3 separate regions of the Gossypium hirsutum genome follow, and all the other regions are linked to region 1. Evidence: chromatin contacts called from public Hi-C data. All regions are on one chromosome and are shown on one strand. Each heading gives the region's core, a stretch centred on a gene start, on an enhancer-like site or on the middle of the called end of the contact. The rest is flanking DNA. Distances are from core to core; before and after follow the strand shown.

The links. Hi-C and Micro-C count contacts between places; a contact is called where the count stands out from the background.
Region 2: a Hi-C map of leaf shows a contact between it and region 1, with 1.8 times the contacts expected there. The contact joins two enhancer-like sites. A contact is called at or near these places in 3 of 34 Hi-C or Micro-C datasets (hypocotyl and leaf).
Region 3: a Hi-C map of leaf shows a contact between it and region 1, with 4 times the contacts expected there. The contact joins the promoter of LOC107945477 here to the enhancer-like site in region 1. A contact is called at or near these places in 10 of 34 Hi-C or Micro-C datasets (callus, hypocotyl, leaf and 2 more).

What each region holds. Positions count from the first base shown.
Region 1 is chrD12:32,231,605-32,235,246 of Gossypium_hirsutum_v2.1, forward strand. No RefSeq gene overlaps it. Among protein-coding and RNA genes, the nearest start is that of LOC107945744, 21 kb to the left of the region's middle. Within about 2 kb of position 1,772, at least 2 of the 9 cell types and tissues checked have an H3K27ac peak or open chromatin away from gene starts, as enhancers often do. A contact at or near this core is called in leaf, where this site is marked.
Region 2 is chrD12:32,008,036-32,011,677 of Gossypium_hirsutum_v2.1, forward strand. LOC107945740 (transcription factor PERIANTHIA-like) reads left to right here. Exons shown (of 1, transcript XM_041107923.1): 1 at 1-2,733. The coding sequence starts at 200. The coding sequence ends at 739. Among protein-coding and RNA genes, the nearest start is that of LOC107945740, 4.5 kb to the left of the region's middle. Within about 2 kb of position 1,661, at least 3 of the 9 cell types and tissues checked have an H3K27ac peak or open chromatin away from gene starts, as enhancers often do. A contact at or near this core is called in leaf, where this site is marked.
Region 3 is chrD12:32,433,702-32,437,343 of Gossypium_hirsutum_v2.1, forward strand. It overlaps LOC107945477 (chaperone protein dnaJ C76, chloroplastic), which reads right to left and starts at 1,948. Exons shown (of 9, transcript XM_016879497.2): 1 at 1,446-1,948; 2 at 882-1,010; 3 at 670-799. The coding sequence starts at 1,673.

The DNA.
Region 1 (3,642 bases), core at 522-3,021:
GTATTTACTTGAACATTTGGTGTGTTATTATTATCTTGTGGCATTTTTGTTTGATTCAAGTCATTTTGCCTTTTCGAGTTACTTTCGTTTTTATTTCAGTGCCTTAGTGAAATTTTATTTGAATTTTCACTTTTTGGGAGTTAGGTTGACTTCTGTGAATTCGAAGTCAAAAATTACCTAAGACCGCATGATTTACTAGACTAAAGTTCAAATCGCGTAACAATAGTTCGTCTAGTTAGCATTCTAGGTACTTCTTTTTCATATTGTCATTGTAAGGTCAATGCTAGAAAGAAAAAATCTGTCGAAAAAAATTAAACTTCGTATGCATGCTTAGTTTATTTTTTTAATTATTAACTTGATGAGATGTAAAATTAGCATAGATGGTTTAATTTATTAATAATAAAAGTTCCAATGATTTAATTTGATAAAATTAAAGATTAGGGAACTGAATAAAAAATTATGCCAAGTCCAGTAAACAAAAATGTGAATTACTGGAGATTCATGAGTTGGGTTCTGTAGTTTTATGATAAGCTGGGGCTTAAAGTTTGAAGGGAATGAAGATTTAGAGGGGAAAACATACTTAAAATTTAGGAAGCCAAGAGTGACGAAAGGAGGATTTTGTTTTGTTTTGTAAATGTAAATCATAGAAGTGAGGAAGAATTGCTTGTATTGTATTTATTCATGTTGCAGAAGATAGGAAATGGAAAGAAAGTAAAGAAAAACCCCTAAAGTTAATCCTACAAATATGTCAAATTATATTTGTCCTCAGGGAGTACAGATGTCAATCATGCTCACCTTGTTACAGTAATAATTAGTTTGTTTAGAGTTTTTATGAAAATATCTCTAATTGATCTTCAATTTTGACATATCTTGTAGACATAAACTTTTATTGAATTTTTTTCAGATGAAATGAAAACTAGTTTTGCCAATTTATAACACACAAGAACATATGTAATATTGTTCATGAAACATAAGATTGAAGTCTATATGAAAGGGAGCCTGATATCACAGTTGTAATTTCACCCATAACCAAGTTAAGGCTCAGTACTTGGTATATTCATACTATCTCACATATTGATATTGTCATATCATTGTATTTAATTTTACACTAGATCAAGACACGTTTTTTTTCTCCATGAAATTAGGTTCCCTCCAACAAAAACACAATCTGCACAGATTAATAAATCATCGGAAGAAAATGCTTCAAGACAACTGCATCTCGAAACAAATAGGAAATCCTAGTAGCCTTGGTCGATACAGAAAATTTGCCACAAACAAGAACAAATAGGTTGATTCTTCATACTCTTAAAGAACAAAAAATAAAAATAAAAAGGAAAAGAAAAAGAAAAAAAAAAGGTAAAGTGATAAGAGAATTTAAAAAAAAAATAGCAATAAGAATCAGGATTACTCACTACTAAACAAGGAAACTTACTGAGATAAGAGTGGAAAGAATTGCAATAATTAAAATTTGAAATTTAGAACATTCAACATCATGTTTCATTATTATGAAAACATTAATGATCAAATACATCTATTTAATCCTACATACATGCATAATTAGAGAATTGATAGCTAATTAACTAAATATCTGCAAGTAATGTACATTCGTGCATGCACTAACTTCCTAATTCATGCATTCTAATTTATTTAATGAAAGCACATTATTAAATAAATTCAAAGGTCACTTAGAAAACTTCCATACACTTGCAAACTAGAAATGAAATGAACTTGGGCTTGACTTCAGTGGGCTTGGATTCATCTCCTTTAAGCTTCTCTAATTGGGCTAAAAATTTTTGCAAGTATAATGTAATTTCATATTGCATTTGTTTAGCCATAGTACGAGTTATTGGCCCAAAGTTATCCATTTGAACTCAAGCAACTTTGTCTATTCCATGATTCTTATTAGTTTATCAATTTCGAACAATGCATAATCAACATCGGAAAAAACATTATTGGTGTGGCCATGATTGCCATAGAATAGACTGTCTTAGATCTCTCTTTAAATAACACAAATTTATTCGAAAGTTGCCTAATAATTTAATTGTTGGAAACAATATGGACCAACTTAAAACATCAATAGGGTGAGCATATATGAGTGAGCTCTTGTAAGATGATTTCACTTTCCACTTATTTTTTTTATAGCTACTCCAGGTCTTCAAAAGGTTTACCATCAACTTTTCACTTGGTATTGGTGCACTACATGGCGTGGCTCCTAATTTCTTTTGTGTCAATAAATTAAGAACATATTTTTTAAGACAAAAAGATTCTTTTATTAGTTTGTGTCACTTCAACACCCAACAAATACTTTAGCAACCCCGACTGATTAAAATTGATGTGAAGAAAATATTTTGAAGATCAAATGCTTGCAATATCACTTCCAATTAATGATAACACAACTAGCAATATTATACCAACCTCAAACTATTTATAGAACACTAAATGATCGCAATTACTATTCTTTGACTCATTCTTGATTTGTCTCACTAAACCTACCTAACCAAGTGTGAGTACATTGTTTCTAACCATATACGATCTGCCTAGGCAACAAACTTTTCCTAAGCAACAAATGCATGTAGTTACTTTATATAAACTTCCACCTGAAGTTCATTATGTAAAAAGCACCATAAGTTTGATCATGCTCTTTAGAAACAAGATGTCTTTAAAATGAATTATTGATCCATTTGGATTTACTTTAACCATAAGCACCTATTTACAAGATATTGCTTTCTTTCTTGTAATCAGATTTACTAAATCTCAAGTATCATTATCATTTAAGGCTATCATATTCTCTAAAATAGAATTGAGCGAACCACCGTGGTAATGAAGATATTGTATATCCAACAAGGTAAGATCATTGGATAGTAATCTTGAAATGTTGAGACCATTGTAGCACATATGCTCATTATCCATTTGATTTTTTTTGAAATGCTATTTTCAATTACTTAAGATTTTGATTACATTGAAAACTATAAATGAGCTTGAGTATAAATGAGCAATATGTGAATAGTGTTTATTTAGATAATCATAAAGAAATAAATTGTTGATAAAATAAATTCTTATCGATATATCATAAGTGAATTAAATGAATAGTATTAAAAATAAGATTGACATGATCATTTGTGAAATGTGATCATGTCACATAGTTTAATTAGATATCATTATTGGTCCAGGTTAGAGTGTTACAATTGCCACAACAATTACATGCCTATAACCATTCACACCCCAATTCAACCAAATGTAGATTTACTCTTCATCACAACCATTGGCTAGGATAACATATTAAGATTTGAAATAGTTCATCTCAAAACATACCATATTGTTATAAATATGCCAACTAAATAGTTACATCATATGGTACCTTGCAACAAACCTAAGTACATGTTGACTAAGCAACTTAAGTACACAGTCAAAATGGTTCAAAATGTAGCAATTACATTAGCTTGAACGTGAATATGATGCAAATTTTGAAAGTAGTATTCCTAAGTCGATCCTCAACCTACGTAAGAAAAACAAATCCATGTACCAAAGCATCCAATATGGTTATTAGTGCTCCTAATAAATTTCGTTTTACCTTTTTTTTTCTTATTAATGAATTTGATGCCTTTAGTGAATGTTCCTAGCATTTGTCATCTTTATATGCCA
Region 2 (3,642 bases), core at 411-2,910, 220 kb before region 1:
TACCGCAAGGACAGACGAACCCTTTGTCACGGATGGAGGTAGTGTGCATGTGCGGGATCCTTCTTATGAAGCAGGAGTTTCTACTAAAACCAGTCTATTGGAGTGTCCTAAGTTCGATGGAAATGATTTCTGGGTATGGTGGACCAAATTGGAACAATATTTTGAAGTGGAAGGCATACCTGAAGTGAGTAAGGTCCGCATGGTGATGTTGAACTTAGAACGCAGAGCGTTAGAATGGCATCATTTCTATTCTCAGAGGGATGGAGGCTTGCAAATGCCGTCTTGGCCGGCGTATATAAAGAGCCTCCAAGATCGTTTTGGATGTGGGCCGTTCGGGGATCCAATTAGGGAGCTGGTCAACTTGAAACAGCAAGGCTCCATTTTTAGTTTAAAATTCAACAATGTTGGTGTTGTTGCTAATACCTTGCACTATGGCACATTGAACATGAGCATTGGTGCAACAGCGATAGTTTCAAGTGGAACGGGGTGTTTGGATACAGGGCAGTTCATGTACCAGAAGGGCGCAACATTTGGTGCCCCGTTAGGAAATGGCCAAATTGAGAACTCGGCTGACTCTGGCCTTGCCTATAATAGCCAACAGACTGACACTTCTACTGATGTTGACGCTGACCATAAAAAACAACTTCATGGTATTCAACATGGAGCTGTAATGGTGAATACGGTGGATCAACCCAAGTCAAAAAGTGGTGATCAAAAGACACTTTGCAGGCTTGCTTAGAATCGAGAAGCTGCAAGGAAGAGTAGATTGAGGAAAAAAGCCTATGTTCAGCAGCTTGAGAATAGTCGACTCAGGCTTACAGAACTAGAGCAAGAGCTTCAAAGGGCACGACAGCAGGGTATTTTTATCGCATCTGGACTTTCTGGGGACCATGGCCATACAGTTGCGGGAAATGCTGCTCTGGCATTTGACATGGAATATGGTCGCTGGCTTGATGAACATCAACAACTGATAAATGACATAAGATTAGCTGTAAATTCTCATATGGGGGATAATGAATTGTGCGTTCTTGTTGGGGGTGTCATGGCATATTATGATGAGGTTTTCAGGCTAAAAAGCACTGGTGCGAAGGCAGATGTATTTCACATGCTATCTGGTATGTGGAAAACACCTTCAGAGAGGTTCTTTATGTGGTTGGGAGGATTCCATTCATCTTAACTTATGAAGATCCTTGGAAACCACCTAGAGCCTTTGACAGACCAACAATTAATGGGCATATGTAATCTGCAGCAGTCGTCTCAATAGGCTAAAGAGGCCTTATCACAAGGAATGGATGCTTTGCAACTATCTTATACACGGGATGATCAATTACATAAGATAATTTAGAATATTCTGCAGCTTCCAAATCATGACAAAAAGTGTGCGTGGGAAGGTCAGGTTCTGTTCAGAAAAAAAAGATAGTGGTGGGGAAGGTTCCCCAATTGCGACGGGAGTTGTTCCTCTACTTCCACACTAGTGCTATCGGGGGCCATTCAGGGGTGCATGTTACCCGAAAACGGTTGAATCTTTACCCTAAGACACGACATGGGAATCCTTCACTGCAATTCAAGCCAAATTTCCTCATTTTTAGCCTTGAGGACAAGGCTGTTATTTGTGAAGGGAGTATTGTTACGAGCTGAAAAGCTAGCTGAAGGAATTCGCGAAGTTTAATTGAAACGGGGAGTTTTGGGAACTAATAATACGGGGCGTTTTGGTTATAACAGAATAGTTCCACATCATTTCTTTGTTAGTTTTCTTTAAATTGCATGTATTGCATTGAGAAGCAGTTATCAAATGAGAAAAAAACAGTCCAGTATTTTCTTATCCTCTCTATTCTTCCTCTTCTCTTCTCCGATTTCCTTCCTTTCTTTACTCAAGATTTAGGCTCGTATCAGTTGTTTGGGAATAACTCCTTGAATCAATGTTGCTTATTTGTTTGTGGATTGTGGGCAATTTGGTTAGTAAGAAACAGATGCATACATGAAAGGAAAAAAGTAACAACATTAGAAACTACAGGTTTCGTAAGGAGTTACTTGAGAGAATTGGATGGGTTGAAAGTGGTTTTACCTATCAAGCCGAAAGTAGAGGAGTTGTGGAAACCACCAAAAAGCCCTTTTGTGAAAATTAACTTTGATGTCACGTTTAGAAAAGATGAGCACAAGTCTTGTTCTGGAATTGTAGTAAGGGACTCGGAGGGGATGGTTTTAGGATCGAGGGTGGTTCATAATGGGTGGGTTCCTTTGGTTTTTGCGGTTGAGGCCACTGTATGTTCTCAAGGGCTCCAAATGGGGTTGGATCTGGGAGCCATAGCAGTAAGGGTCGAGGGTGATGCTTTATCAGTAATAAAGAAGTTACAAAAGGTGGAGGAGGATAAATCGGAGATTAGTGCTACCATTAAAGTCTGTCTTTGGTCAAGCAAAGGTTTTCAAATGTGTAAGTTCGTTAATGGAAAAAGGTCAAAGAAGGAATGCGTAAAACTACTAATGGGCATCGTTTTAATTTCTGTTTTGATGAAGCTTGGGGAAGGGAAAAGTTTCGGAAAGTGGAAGGGTTGAAGGATGTGAAAGCTGTGTAAAATTAGGAGATATTTTGTTACCTCGGGAGTTATGCTAATCTTTAATACTGTTGATGCATTCTGTTTTTCTAGAACAATCTCTTTTCTTTTGTTAGGTTGGGGTTGGTATGTTGATTTTGACCAATTTGTATTTTGGGCTCTCCGGGCTTTGTTTTTAATAATAAAAATCTAACAATTTCTCAAAAAAAGTAAACTATGCGTTTCATTCTATTTTGGTCATTCAACTATTGATTTTTTTTAATTTAAACATTAAACATTTTGAAATTAAATAGTTTAGCCCCTCTAAGCTGATGTGGGCTTTTTTATTGGTCTAGTAACAAAATTAGCCTCTAATGTTTACACACTCTATCAGTTTGATCCTAAATATAAAAAGTTCAACAAATTTAGCTCTTAAAGTTTACAAAATTTTTCATTTTAGTTCTAATTCTAAAAAATTCAATAAATTTGGCCCTCAATATTTACAAAATTAATAAATTTAGTCCTAACTCTAAAAAGTTAAAAATATTTTTTTTAATAAAAATTCAACTAACCTATGTTAGATATTAAAGTATTATAAATATGTGATATGTTAATATTCATGTGAATTAGTATATGAAGTGAGGATATAATGCATATGGTTATGTAATTCAAAGTGAATAAGTAATATAATAGAAAGTGATACATGTGATATGTCAAGTATGTTATATGAAAGTGAATGTGTGAAACGAAAATATTATGTATATGTTTATATGATTTAAAATGAACAAATAAAGTGTTCTGTGAATAAATGCCTTAGTGAGCTTAGAGGATATATGATATGTGGTAATGAAATGATTGTGAAGTTGAGAGGGGTTAGGGGTTCAGATGAGAACCAGATTGGTGTTGTAGGGCTTTGGAGGGGATTAGGAGATGAGAAATGGGTTATGTGATCAATCGTAATTTAATACGTCAAATTGCACTCTCTACTACATTTGAAGAGCTTGTTCTCAAACAATTTAGGTCTATTTTACATGTTTTTTTTCAAGTTTTAGTTTTACCGTTATTGAAATGTTTTTATTAGTTTTATGCTATTTTTGAGACTCAAGTTGGC
Region 3 (3,642 bases), core at 698-3,197, 200 kb after region 1:
CCTATGTTACACTCAAACTGAATGTTAGTATAAGTGTCCAATACATGTATACCCATTTTTTAAATCAGTTTTTCTATATATCATCAGGATCATACCTATACAGGCATGTCTGAAAACATGTGTACCTAAGGGAATATGAAAAGTCCAGAAAAAATAAAGCAAGACATAACCTTGATCAAATGTGGCTGAAATTTTGTACATGCTCCAATTCTTTATGTGCAATCAATATGCATTTAGAAATGCCAAAATTTCTAAGTTCAAAGGAGATCATTATCATTCTGTATATCAGAGGAGTGGTTTAAGACACTTGGGTTATAAATTAATAATCATTAACAACTAATTATGAATGTCAACCAGAAAAAATCAATGTTTTCAAAACCATATCACTTAAAGAACTGGTATTAATGAAATTTCTGGTTGAAACAGTTCAACCGGATGGTTCAAATGATAAAGATAAATTGTATTTTATTTGAAATACTTTGAACATAATTTCTTGCACTTTTATTTTTCTGATTCCTTTTGGTTCTTTCTAGCTTGTCATAATTCTGGTTAAATATATAAGATTGAACCGTCTAATCTACCAGTTTCCGGTTGCACTAGTTGAACTGGTTGATCTGATATGTTTTTAAATCATAAAGAAAAACCTAGAAATGTAAGCAAAGCTCATACCTATGCAACTAAACTCGTCGACAAATACATGGTCTCTTGGGGCGGAATCATCCATGAAAGGATTCATTGCAGTCAACGCATAGCCATGAATTTCATCATAAACCGTGCGCTGTACGGGGTCACTGAGAACCTGCAAAGCAATAGTTACATTGTAGCAGTAGGCAAATAAACATTTACATAATACATAAAGTTCATTCTGAATGGGAACACACCCCATAGACCTCATTGATGAACATGCAGAAATTTGTAGTCTCTGGATCATTGCCACTTAGGTCTGGATGACAAGCCTTCATGCAATTATAATAAGCCTTTTTTATCTCCTCTGGTGTTGCGTCCGGAAGCTAAGTAAATATGGCAAACAAATTTAGATTTCTGAGATTGAATCACGACAAAAGTCAAATTAAAATTACCTTGACATGATAATATATAGATTCCAAGTAGCTATGGCTATGATGAATATCCATTAAGCAACATCACTTGCAAACATAAAGTTTTTATAAATATCAATTACTGCTTATCCATGCAATGATTCTACAAAATCACTTTAACAGTCAGATTCACTCCCTAACAAATCGATAAATTTGAAAGAAACAAGCAAGAATTACTAATCTCAAAATAAAACCAAAAGAAAACACGACTAAAGAAATGTTCTGCCCCATAGTTCATCATTAAGAACCCAAATAGTTGCACACTTCAATTTTCTGTTTTTAACTTCTAACTACATAATAATCATAAAATAGAAAAGTACAAGTGAGAAGAAATGTGAAAAGAATTACCAGACCAAGAACAGCATAATAATCATCGGCAAGAGAATCAGTAGATGCAGAATTTCCAGAAGCAACCTTGACTCTGCCACAACCTCTCCTTTGACCACCATGACCCATCAAGCTCCAAGAAGCTCCAGTCTTAGCATAGGCCTTCCATGAGCTTCTTCTGCTCATATTTAAAGATGGGTTATGGATTTTAAGAGTATCTGTATATACAGGAGAGAGTAGCTGAGCCATTGGTGCATGCAAATTTAGTGTTTTAGTTGTTTGTTTGTTTAGTTAGCTTTGAGACAGAGGCAGAGTAGCAGAGGGGAAGGGAAAGGCATGTCGTTACTTAATATAGTAGAAAATTTAGAGGAGGAAATTCAGGCGTGGAATGGTGAAATGCTGAGATGGCAAAAGGAGAGCCATTTGGTTTCCATGAATTTAGAGGGACCGAAGTTGAATCTAGAGACTGGAGAGTAAGTTTAGCACGTGTCGGCCTGTGTATAATTCTTGCCTGCCTGCCTCCCTCCCTTCCAATCCTACATTATTTTATTTGGATTTTTGTTTTTTAAATGATTTATTTTTTATATTTACGCGAAATATTAATACAAAATTATAATACTTCAGATATATTCACAAAACACTTTTCAAGAGCTTTTTTTTTTCCTCTGGTTATTATTTTGCACTGAAAAAAATCTGGAGCTCCTTTGGTCTGGTATTCTAAGGGCTACTTTGGCATTATCATTGGTTAAAAAGTCGTTTTAAAAAATTTGGTTTGAAAAAAATATATATTTAAAAGTGTTGTAGCAAAATGCAATAAGAAATGTGATTTAAATTACTATTTGATATTACTTTAAAAAGTTATAATTAAAGTTAAAATGTCTATTTAAGATATGATATTAAAAATTAAAAAATAAATATATTTAAATAATTTAATATAATTATATATGAAATATACATAAAAAAATTTAATAATTAATAAATTGTTTGTAAATTTAAAGCTACAAAAAATATTTTAAAAATTAAAATACAATAATAAATGTTATTTAGTGATAAATAAAATTTAAATTAATCTATATTTTTAAATATATTTTAACTAGTTAATATAAACAAAGGTATTTTAATAAATTGAGTTTGAAAATGCAATTGGCAAAAACTAAAAAACCTAAATTCCAATTTTATGCATTTAGATTGAAAAACATATTTCCACCTCATTATTAATCTTAGAAGTCAAGTGTTTGGCGGTGTTTATGTGGTTAAAAAAATAGTTTTTGATCTCATAAGCAATCCCGAGCGAGGCCTAAGTCCTTCTCTGACAACCTATGGGTTGCATAGGGGCAGCATTAGAGGGGGCAAGTAAGGGCTCTGACCCCCCTCAAATGGAAAAATTATGTTTTAACCTCTTTAAGATCTGAAAAATTACAAGTCAATAAAATGTTAAAATTGAATTTTAGCCCTTTAAAATGATAAAATGATGATTTAATTCTTCTAGAAATTATAAATTTATAAGCTTGCAATGAAAAAAAATTACATTTTATCTCTCATAAAAATTTTAATTTAATTTCGGCCTCCTCCAAAAATTATTTTGGCTTTGTCCCCGGTGTCACCAATTTTGTTTCTTGAATGACATGCCTCAAGTGACAATGAAAAAGCCCCCCAACTAGTTTCTTCCCATTGAAGATCAACGGTTTGATCATTCATGTATCCATACCTCACTTTTACAATCTCATAATTAACATTAAGAGAATCTCTCACTAGAATGATAGTATAAAAACTTAACTTTAAAGCAAAATGAAGTGCTTAGATCAACGCATATGCCTTCGTTACAAAAGAAAAAAAAAGCGCTTGCAATATTTTGGATTTGCATTATGTAGACAACAATGACAAAACCACGATGATCATTACATAGAATACCGTCACTACTTGAACCATCCTCTGATAGATAATCAACAACAAATTTTATCTTAAAGAAAGATTCAGTTGGGGGAATCCATCCAAGGGATTCGTTCAAGTCACGAGTTGTCTCAAATCAATTAACCATATGGAGTTCCAAAAGGCATGAAATGACAAATCTATACAACTTTTGAGTTGATGTCCCTTTTGTTGGATTTTTATACCATTAGTGAAGTTATTTTATCATTATACTTGTAATTTTTCGAATAGATTGGTTTAATAAAACTCCATAGTTATAATATTATCTTGTGCATTATCGTCTTCAATG